3 separate regions of the Sus scrofa genome follow, and regions 1 and 2 are each linked to region 3. The links are chromatin contacts, called in public Hi-C and HiChIP or PLAC-seq maps. All regions are on one chromosome and are shown on one strand. The core of a region is the stretch at or near the end of the contact, and the rest is flanking DNA. Distances in the headings are between cores, read along the strand shown.

What was found. A called contact is a pair of places that touch in the nucleus more often than the background predicts. HiChIP or PLAC-seq counts read pairs in DNA pulled down with a chosen protein or histone mark.
Region 1: a Hi-C map of liver shows a contact between it and region 3, with 5 times the contacts expected there. The contact joins the promoter of STK10 here to the promoter of NPM1 in region 3. A contact is called at or near these places in 1 of 5 promoter capture datasets (liver) and 1 of 47 Hi-C or Micro-C datasets (liver).
Region 2: a contact with region 3 is called in an H3K27ac HiChIP or PLAC-seq map of alveolar macrophages. The contact joins the promoter of FBXW11 here to the promoter of NPM1 in region 3. A contact is called at or near these places in 2 of 5 promoter capture datasets (fetal liver and liver), 2 of 47 Hi-C or Micro-C datasets (liver and psoas muscle) and 2 of 2 datasets of contacts at active chromatin or transcription factors (alveolar macrophages and skeletal muscle).

The regions. Positions count from the first base shown.
Region 1 is chr16:52,002,066-52,005,191 of Sscrofa11.1, forward strand. It overlaps STK10 (serine/threonine-protein kinase 10), which reads left to right and starts at 1,703. Exons shown (of 19, transcript XM_021077114.1): 1 at 1,703-2,184. The coding sequence starts at 2,029.
Region 2 is chr16:52,210,987-52,214,134 of Sscrofa11.1, forward strand. FBXW11 (F-box/WD repeat-containing protein 11) reads left to right here and starts at 1,415. Exons shown (of 14, transcript XM_021077115.1): 1 at 1,415-1,864. The coding sequence starts at 1,820.
Region 3 is chr16:52,780,437-52,783,235 of Sscrofa11.1, forward strand. NPM1 (nucleophosmin) reads right to left here and starts at 1,426. Exons shown (of 11, transcript XM_013990662.2): 1 at 1,152-1,426. The coding sequence starts at 1,209. It overlaps LOC102158455 (a long non-coding RNA gene), which reads left to right and starts at 1,390. Exons shown (of 3, transcript XR_001304781.2): 1 at 1,390-1,476.

The sequences.
Region 1 (3,126 bases), core at 453-2,952, 780 kb before region 3:
TTTCTGATTCTCTTTTCATTTTTTCTGGTGCTGTTGTAGAGCCAGTCTCACAGAGTCCTGTGTGGCTGTGCCCAGCCTGGGATGAACTGGCCGGGGACTTCTAGTCCTTCCTGACTGCCCTGTGCTAAATGCCTCCACTTCCCAGTGGGAAAGCCTCCCAGTGGTCCCCCTTCTCTTGTCATAGTGTTGGTCAAATAGACTGAAACTAATGAAAAGGCTGCCTTCCAGCCTGTTGTGGGAGGTTTAGATGTGGGCTTAGTCAATGAGGGCTCAGTCTTGGGCTGTGTTTTCTTCTTTTAGTGAGAAAGACCCTCTACAATTGCAACCACTCATTGAGTTGTGGGGACATTTCAAAATGCTTGGCAACTTTTGCTCAGGGTGCCCTTCTTACAGACCACCACCAGCACCCCAGCCTTCTGTGGTTGGCTTTCTACATTTGGAACTGTAATTGGTGTTTGCATACGGCTCAGGGAGGGCTGAAAATATCTCCACACTGATGGTTCTCCACAGGGATGGGGACAATTGGGGTATGACTTTCACTCAGATTGCATTTGCTTATGAGGGAGAGTTACCATAAGAAGATTTACAGGCTGCCCAACCCTCCGGACTTGCTACTTGGAACCTACTTAGCAGATTTAGATAAAAGTATAACCGTCCTAGGGAGTTTCCTTTGTGGTTTAGCAGAAAAAACGAAACTGATAGTAACCCCGAAGAGGCGGGTTCAATCCTTAGTCTCACTCCATGGGTTAAGGATCCAGTGTTTAGGCGAGGTGCTATGGTGTAGGTCGCAGAGGAGGCTCGCATCTGGCGTGGCTGTGGCGTAGACCCGCCGCTGTAGCTCTGATGAGACCCCTAGCCTGGGAACATCCGTATGCCACACCTGCGGCCCTTAAATACATACATACATACATACATAAAAGTATAACTGTCCTAGAGACAATAGTGGCAGGTGAAAACGACCAGGATCGAAGATGATGGTGGTCAAAAGATTTCGGTTCTACGTACGGGGAGCTTACTTAGAAAAATTGGGAAATTAAGAAACGTTTTACTTAATATGCAAATATATCTGAAGATCCCTTATGAAGCATGTGATAAACTCTCAAGGAGCTCTTCTCCTAGCCCAGCAACCCTGGCCGGTGGATCACCATGGGGCAGAGCCCCTGGGAAGCAGGAAACCAGCCTGGGCCTCCAGGGACTCACCCACGGCCGCAAGGGCGCAGCATTTTCCTCGCTAGGAGGCAGCATCGCGCCGAGGAACCGGCACCGGATCCACCAGCAGGATATGTAGCCCCGGACCGGTGCCCTTCCCGCCTGGCGCTCCCAGCTGAAAAGTGGGCGCGAGCAGAGCAGCCTAGCGGGATGGTTACCCGGCGGGTTAAATGATTAATGCCAGTTCGCCTTCTTGGTCTTTGGACAACAATCAGTGGGCACTCGTGACAAGCCAATTCGCTTCCCCTCCTGCTCCCGCAGAAATTTGGGGAGCCATAAGAGGCGGCGGGTCTCCCAGACCCGGAGGGGTCCCGGCTGAAGGGTTTCCTCAACTCCCCAAAGCCTGGTCGGTGGCTCGCCAGCTCGCGGCGCGCGGGGGGAACTACAGTTTCCAGAGTGCCCTGCGGCGATGGGCGGAGCCCGGCAGCGCCCGCAGCCAATTAGGGGGTCTCTGGGCGCTGCCGAAGAGCTGCAGGTGGAGCCGGGCAGGAGGGCGGGCGCGGGGCCGGGTACCCGGAACGCGTCCCGGGGCTGGCGGGTTGGGCGGGGGCGCGGCGCGAGCCGGGCAGGCATCGGGAGGCAGCCCGGGGACAGGACCGAGCGGGGGCGGGGACCACAGCCGCCTGCGCGGTTCCGGGTGCTCCCGCGGCGCTGAGCCCTGGGCGCACTTGACCCGTGTCCGGCTGCGGGGAAGGGCGGGTCTGGGGAGAACCCCAAGCGCCGCGGCGTCTCTCCAGCCCTTCCTCTTCGCGGCCGCCGGAGCCACAGCCCGAGCCCGAGCCGGCGCCACCTCGCCCCCCGGCTCGCGTGCCCCTAGCCATGGCTTTCGCCAATTTCCGCCGCATCTTGCGCTTGTCTACCTTCGAAAAGAGAAAGTCCCGCGAATACGAGCACGTCCGCCGGGACTTGGATCCCAACGAGGTGTGGGAGATCGTGGGCGAGTTGGGCGACGGTGCCTTCGGCAAAGTTTACAAGGTGAGGGCGCTGGGGTGTGGGTGGTTCGGGGCTCGCGGAGCGGTTCCGGAAGGAAGGGGCGCTGGCCCTGGTTAGTCTCGCTCACCGCTCGGGAGAGCGCAGAGGGGCTGCTTGGCCCTGAACTCAGGTTCTTGTCCTGGTGACCCTTGTTCTTTGGGGGAGGGGGTGCCCACGCTCAGCCCGACTGAGTCTCTGCGCACCCAACTCCCTCTCTGGGCAAGGCTGCTGCCCCGGGGCTAAGTTTCTGAGCACTTCCTGTGCGCCCCGCACGGCTCTCGGCTCTCGGCGCCGCAGGGGGAGACAAAGGGGCGCTTATAAGACTTTAGCATCCTCAGATGAGGCATCTGCGCTAAAGCTGGGATACTAGGTATACTTTTTAAGGGACGCCACCCAGAAGCTGTGAGAATGCCGAGGCGATGGGGACGGAGAAACACAGCTGCAGCTGAAAGGGTTGTGACCGGTGAAGTTGGGTAGGCACCTGAAGAGAAGCCAGAGATGCGAGATAGGAAATCGCGGTGGGGGGTGGGGGGAGGTGTAGAGTTCGAGGTTAGGCTTGGAAATGTGGACTGGGGCCGGCAGAGGGGTAGGTCAGGGCCTCGTGAATCCGGCGCTTGGGGGATCAGATTTGATTCTGTAGATGAGTCACAGCTGGGGAGTCTCCCAGGCTGCAGTCACCTTCCCTTAGGGGAATAAGAAGCGAGAGAGCTTTTGTGGAGGGGTGGGTGGGGGCAGAGCTGATTAATTCTAGACACGTTTGCCGCAGGTCATTGCCTGGTTCCCGGTGCTGTGAACAAATTCTGAGTTGCTGAGTCGCGTTAGGGACCCAAACACTTAGGACTTGACTCCACCCTTTCCCTGATTTCCTTTCGCCCAGGAAACCCTATGCTGAAAGAGACCCACATGTTAAAGCTGGTGGTACCTCCAGGAAGGCATCCCCTTCCC
Region 2 (3,148 bases), core at 165-2,664, 570 kb before region 3:
TAGCTTTTTAATTCTGTGTTCTTCCTATTGCTTTTCTTTCAATTCCCTAAGTAGAAAGCATCGGATAAGGGCCATTAAACTTAAAACTGTATTGAACAGAACTTACACTGTGTCCTGCATGCATACAAATTACTGTAGCAATTCGGTGCTTGGAAATGGAAAGACTTAGAGGTCATCTAGTCCCTTCCCTTTACAGGTGCAGAAAATGCAAAACACTTGAGAAAGAGAACAGTAGCCTTTGACATTTGGCAGCTGGCCTGATACAATCAAACAGGCAGTAATGTTACTAGATGATAGCCTGGTCCTCTTAGCTAGGCCTCGTGTTTTCTTGTTGAACCTAATTTCATAGAACATAAATGTTAGACAAAGCCATTCTATGGCCATGATAGACCAATACAAAAGCGAAACCACTCCTAATTAAATCTGAACACAGATCAAACAGGGACATTGTTCAAACCACAAAAAATGACCAAATAGCCCTTATTCTGGTAATGAGGGACTCCTGCTTCTCTACCAATCAGGACTTCAGCCTCGTCTAGTAGTCCTTCCGTCTAGATAACATTTACTGAGATGCCCAATCATAAAATTACCTCCACTTTCTGACAGCATCTTATCCAGGGTAAAGTCCCACTTTCTTAAACCCTCATCCAAATCACCTGACAACTCCTCCTGAGATGCCCCACAGTTCTTCATGGTGTGTGTTCTCTCTCTCTGCAACCAGCAATAAACCCAACCTGTTAATTCTCAGCGGGCCTTTGTCGTCTTTGGTTTGAGGTTACTGACAGACCTGATAAGGTTTATACCGAGCTGGAGGCAGAATTCACTGGGCATCTCCAGCTGTGTTCCTTCTTATGGTTAATGTCTGTCTTCCCCCTACCAGAATTACGCTGCGTGAGAAGAGAAGCCTTGTCTGTAGGGATCAGAGCTGATTCCCAGGGCCTAGGCTAGTGACGAGCAGAGGCTGGAAGTTTAAAAGATACTTTCTAAACGAATGAATAATAGGTTCTCTTTCACCTCTCAGTTCCTCCCAGTACGTGGTGCACAGAGACCACAAAACTCCTCTTTCTCAACTAAATTTCCAAACCCCTCTTGGGACGCCACTCTTGGGACGCCCATGCTCTCAGAGCCTCCTTCTCTGCCCGAGCTCTCTCGCTCGCTGGCCCCCCTCCGACACTTGAGCCCCAAGACCATCCCTTCCTAGAACCCACCTGTCGCCAACACCTCACCCTGCCACAGAGGCCAGACCAACCGTGCCGTTACTTAGGTGTCGAGCGGGCACTGCAGGCACAGACCGCGCATGTGCGGAAATCGGTCGCGCACGCAGGATCGCTGGCAAGTGAAGAGTTGCCTTGGAGTTTCCGTCCGGGTCCGGGGAGCCTCGGGCTGCCAGGAAGTCAGAAGAAACTAGCCGGAAAGAGAACCCGCGCGCAGGGCTTTCTGGGATATGTAGTAGGCGCGCACCTGAAGCCCCACCTTGAGGAAGCCCGTAATTCTTTAGGTCTGCACGTCTCTCATTCGCAGTCCCGTGCTACTTTCGGCTGAGAATTCAGCTTCGGACGGCTAGGAGAGATTGGTCTGGCGGGGTCTTCTCGTTCCCACAACGCTCTGCGGGACCCGCGGCGCCTGCCGGGAGCTGTAGTCCTCGCTCTGCGTACTGCGTTCGCCGAGGGGGAGGGCGGAGCTGCCGGCGGCCCGGGCGGGCTGGCAGCTAGAGTGGGTGCGATAGCCGCCTCCGCCTCTGCCGCCTCCGCCGTCGCCTCCTCCGCCCGGGCCGTTCGCTGCTGCGCGGGGAGAGCGAGGCGGGGCCGCCAGGGCCGCCATGGAGCCCGACTCGGTGATTGAGGACAAGACCATCGAGCTCATGGTGAGTGCGGCCCGCTGGACCGTCCGTTCTTCCGTCCGTCCGGCCCCGGGCGGGCCTGCCCATCTCAACGTCCGGCGCGAGGCCGGCCCTGGCCCTTCCCCGCTGCCTCGGCCCGAACCTGGGCCCTCCGGCCCGGCGCGCTTTACTCCGGATCCCTCGAGATCTCAGGCCGGACCTGGTCCGGCCCCCTCCATGCCCCTCGGTTTTCCTCCCTCCCTCCCTTCTCTCCTGTCTCTGGGCCCATCCCTGGAACGACCCTCGCTCGCTTGTGCTGTGGCCTTAGCTCACACTCGCTCAAGCATCTCCTTCCTCCCTTAGAAGGGGTTTTCTGTTTTTTCTTTTTCTAATTCTCCGGCCAGGCCTGCATCGCTCTTGCAAGCCCCACTCAGGCCGAGTGAGATGGTGATGGGAGGGGGTACAGAGAAGATCGACCTGGGGTCTCGGCCTCTGCGTCCTAGAAGGGGTCTCTCAGCACCCTCTTCTCAAGCCAGGGCTGTGTGGATGCCGGCATAGGCCCTACAGGGGTGGAGGTGGGGAGCTCTCGGGTTTGAGGCTGTGACCGATAAGGGGCCTCTTTCCTGGGCCCCTGTGGTGTCCGGCTTCTCGGACAAAGGGTTTCCTACCCGGCCGAGAGGGATGTTTGGATAGCGAGGCCCCAGGTACTCTGGATTCCATCTCCCAGGAAAGAGACACTGTAACTTCACGTTTTCCAGAGCCGCTCTGGGAAATTGGGGAGGGGGAAGAGGGCTTGTCCTCATCTGCGCCGCCAGTTCTTTCTTCTAGAAAAGGAGTAGGAGAGAATCCTAGGCCCCTGGGAAATCGATCACTCTTCTGTTAGAAACCTTTGGTACCCAGGCCAGACCCTCTGGCCCCACGAATCCCAACCCCCCCTCCGCCTTGGGACTTGGAGCCTAAGGTTTTTAGAAACAGGGCCACGAGAGAGTGGCTAGTAGAAACGAAGAACTTGCTCTTTGGTGGATGACTTGGTGGAAGAAATAAAATATGATAGCTATTACCTGCCAATTGGAATACTAGGGAAATCAAACTGGGCTCTGGAGAGCTGGGAGGGGAAGCTCTTTGCCTCAGCAAATGGACAGGCCCAGGCTTTCTTCCTGTGGAAATCTTGACAGTTTCTTTGTATCTCTTCTAATACAGTAACAACTTCTACTCTAAGGTTGAGAGGAAAGGTGAAAGAATCTACTTAACACAGCAAAACGTTTTCCTAGCCAGATTTTCTCCAGTGTGAAAATGTTTATTGAGTCAGTGATTCCACTGGGTAGGGTC
Region 3 (2,799 bases), core at 176-2,675:
GATGTATAAATGTTCCTGCTCAATTAACATATCTCAGCACGATATATAACAAAATGAACTTGAAGGCATTTGCACTTCTTCAAAACCTAACCGAAAAAAAATGGCTTTAACAATTAAGTTTAGTGAAGTTGAAAAACCAACCCAAGTCTCCTAGGATGGCACTGTGTGATTGAGGTGAGCAACAAAACCTTGGTAATAGAACTACAAGTTTAACAGAAGGCTGCCTCTGCTGCCCACCTCCCAAATCATTTGTAAAGCACCAGCTCTGGAAGCAAGCGTTGTGGGGTTGGAACTATTAAGTGCAACCTTCAGTTTTCCGAGTATCAGTAAGTCATCTGCAAAGAGCGCGGAGAGATAGAAAAAGAACTCTAGAACTACCAGCACTGATGTTAACCACTTAACAAAGACCTCAAGAGTACTGGCGCTACGAACCACTTCACCTAAAATTTCCCGTCCACCATCCTCAATTAAGCCCCAGGACCCCAGGCTCGGAGTGACAAGACACCAGTGAACCCCGGATGTAGCGCCCACACCCCTCCTTCCCCCAACCACGTGGCAACCACGTGCTCCCAGCGGTAGCGGCCTCCCCACGCCGGGCCGCGGCTCCCATCCCCCTGTAACCGGCCGAAGAACCCGGGCCGAGTCTGGGCCCTAGACCTCCTGACCCTTTAGGCCTGTAGGACAACGCCAGGCTCCATTTGTCCTCTCCGTCCAGATAGGAAGCCCACGTCTCACACCCTGATCCCCCACAATCTCTTGCACCACCAACCTGGAGTCCAGCATCAGGCACTAGTCTGGAATCAGAAGCCTACCAACTCACGCAACCCCAGGAAAAAATTATGCCCGGAGCTCTACCACGTGCCCCAGCTAACGCCCAACCCTAAACCGGTGGGTTCCACATTAACTCAGGCCCTGGGCCTCGGACCGCTCACGCTTCAGGCCGCCCTTACTTCCCAGTCACTCCGTGGTGCCGGCTCGCCCTCCCAGGTCCCCATCCTTAAGCTTCAGGACCCCAGCAGCTCGCTTCCCACTCCCGCAGGCCTCCAGCCTGCTTAGCTTTCTCCACCTGCCCAGGCCTCAGTGTGATTTCCACCACCCACTCCAAAGCCACCAGGCCGCGCTCGGCCTTGGCCCAACACGCCAGTACTTACCGAAAAGATAGTTCTGAGGCCTCAGGGGGCTCATGTCCATATCCATCGAATCTTCCATGGGTTGGTGGCACGCACTTGGGTGGGAGAGAAGGCGGACGGAGATAATCCACTAGTGTTGCGGAGAACAGCCGCGCAGGACGGAATCACACCAGGGAAAGGACGCGGGCTCCCTGCGCACATATATAGCACCCTGACGATCTCGCGAGAGCTCTTCAAGTCCCGCCTCCGCGCGCGTGCTCGGAAGCCCCCCTCCCCGCACAGTCTCTCTCCTGCGCAAGCGCTCTTCAACATCACTCCTTGCTACCTCGCCCCCCACCTCCTCCAGGTACTTCGCGGGCTCCCACCGAGCACGCGCATTCGTACCCTGGTCCCACCCACTTCGCCGCCACCGCCTGTGCGCACGCGTACTTCCCCCTCGTAGCGCGCGTTCCCCCACCCTCCAAACCTTCCACGTCCTCTCCCGCTCAGGAGCGCGGGCCTTGCGCCAAGAGCCTGCGCAGCCCACCCTGCAAAATGGCGGCAGCAACTCTTAGCTGGGTTAGGTACGAAGGGCGAGCTGGTTGTAAGTGAACCAGAGAGCAGCTCATTTCTCCTTTCGCCATCTCCTCATGCCTCGCAGGCCTGCAAACAGGCATAACCACTTCCAGTTTTTTGGCTCGCCTGAAGGCCTGAGCCCAGAGTTCATTGTTTCCCCAAAGTTAAAGCTTAAGGTGCCAGAGACAGTGGACTACGGATTGCCACTTGTTGGGGAGAAAAGATGTAGCTGCTGGCCAGACTTAATCGGTTCTGTTTTTAACCCCCTGTCCTTTCTGAGGAAACATCTCCGAATTTAAAATTCTTCGACATTACGTCACTGGGAGGCCAACAGGGGGTTCTAAATCGGTCTCTTTCATATGAGCAGGGCAGGAACCAAGCCTGGGTGATTTCTCCAAAGAGAAAGTTTTAAAAGGGTTGTGTATCCACCGTATGTCCCCACGTAACAGGTAAGAGGCAGATGTGACTATCCCCATTTTGCGGACAGGGAGACGCGCCACGAGGAAGTAAGGTGCCCAGACGGAGTGGTTACAGAAACAGGGTTCTCTAGCTCCAAGTCTAATACTAACACCTGTCTAAAAGCTCGGGGGATTACACGGGGGTCCAGTGTCTGAGGTTGTGCAGTTCTTAATCTTTAACATCACTAAGGTTGTTCTGGCCTGAAAAGAAGGCATTTGACGTTTAAGAAATACACAAACTTAGACTCTGGAAGCGAGCCTGGAAATGAGTATCTTAAAGTACGCTGTCAAACTGAGGACCACCCTTCCCCCAACCGCAGCTCCTCGGGCAGGGGTGCTGAAGATCCCCACAATTATGGTTTTTACACAAATTTAAAAAATTAAAGTACTGTAAAGAATAAAAATAGTGACAGCAATCCCCTACCGCCTTTTCTCCAAACATAGGCTACTTGGGAAGATAAACTGTGATACGCATGAACCAATAATTAACAGAATCAAAATTCAAAATGTGGAGAAATCAATGCTTATTTGTGAATGGACTAAGCTGTTCTCCGCTTTTCCCTGCTCCCAACTGAAAAAAGTCTTTACCAGCTTGGTTCTAGCATCTTTTAAAATGCAGAGTGTGACCAATTACTAGAGAAAAAAACCGAGTCTTG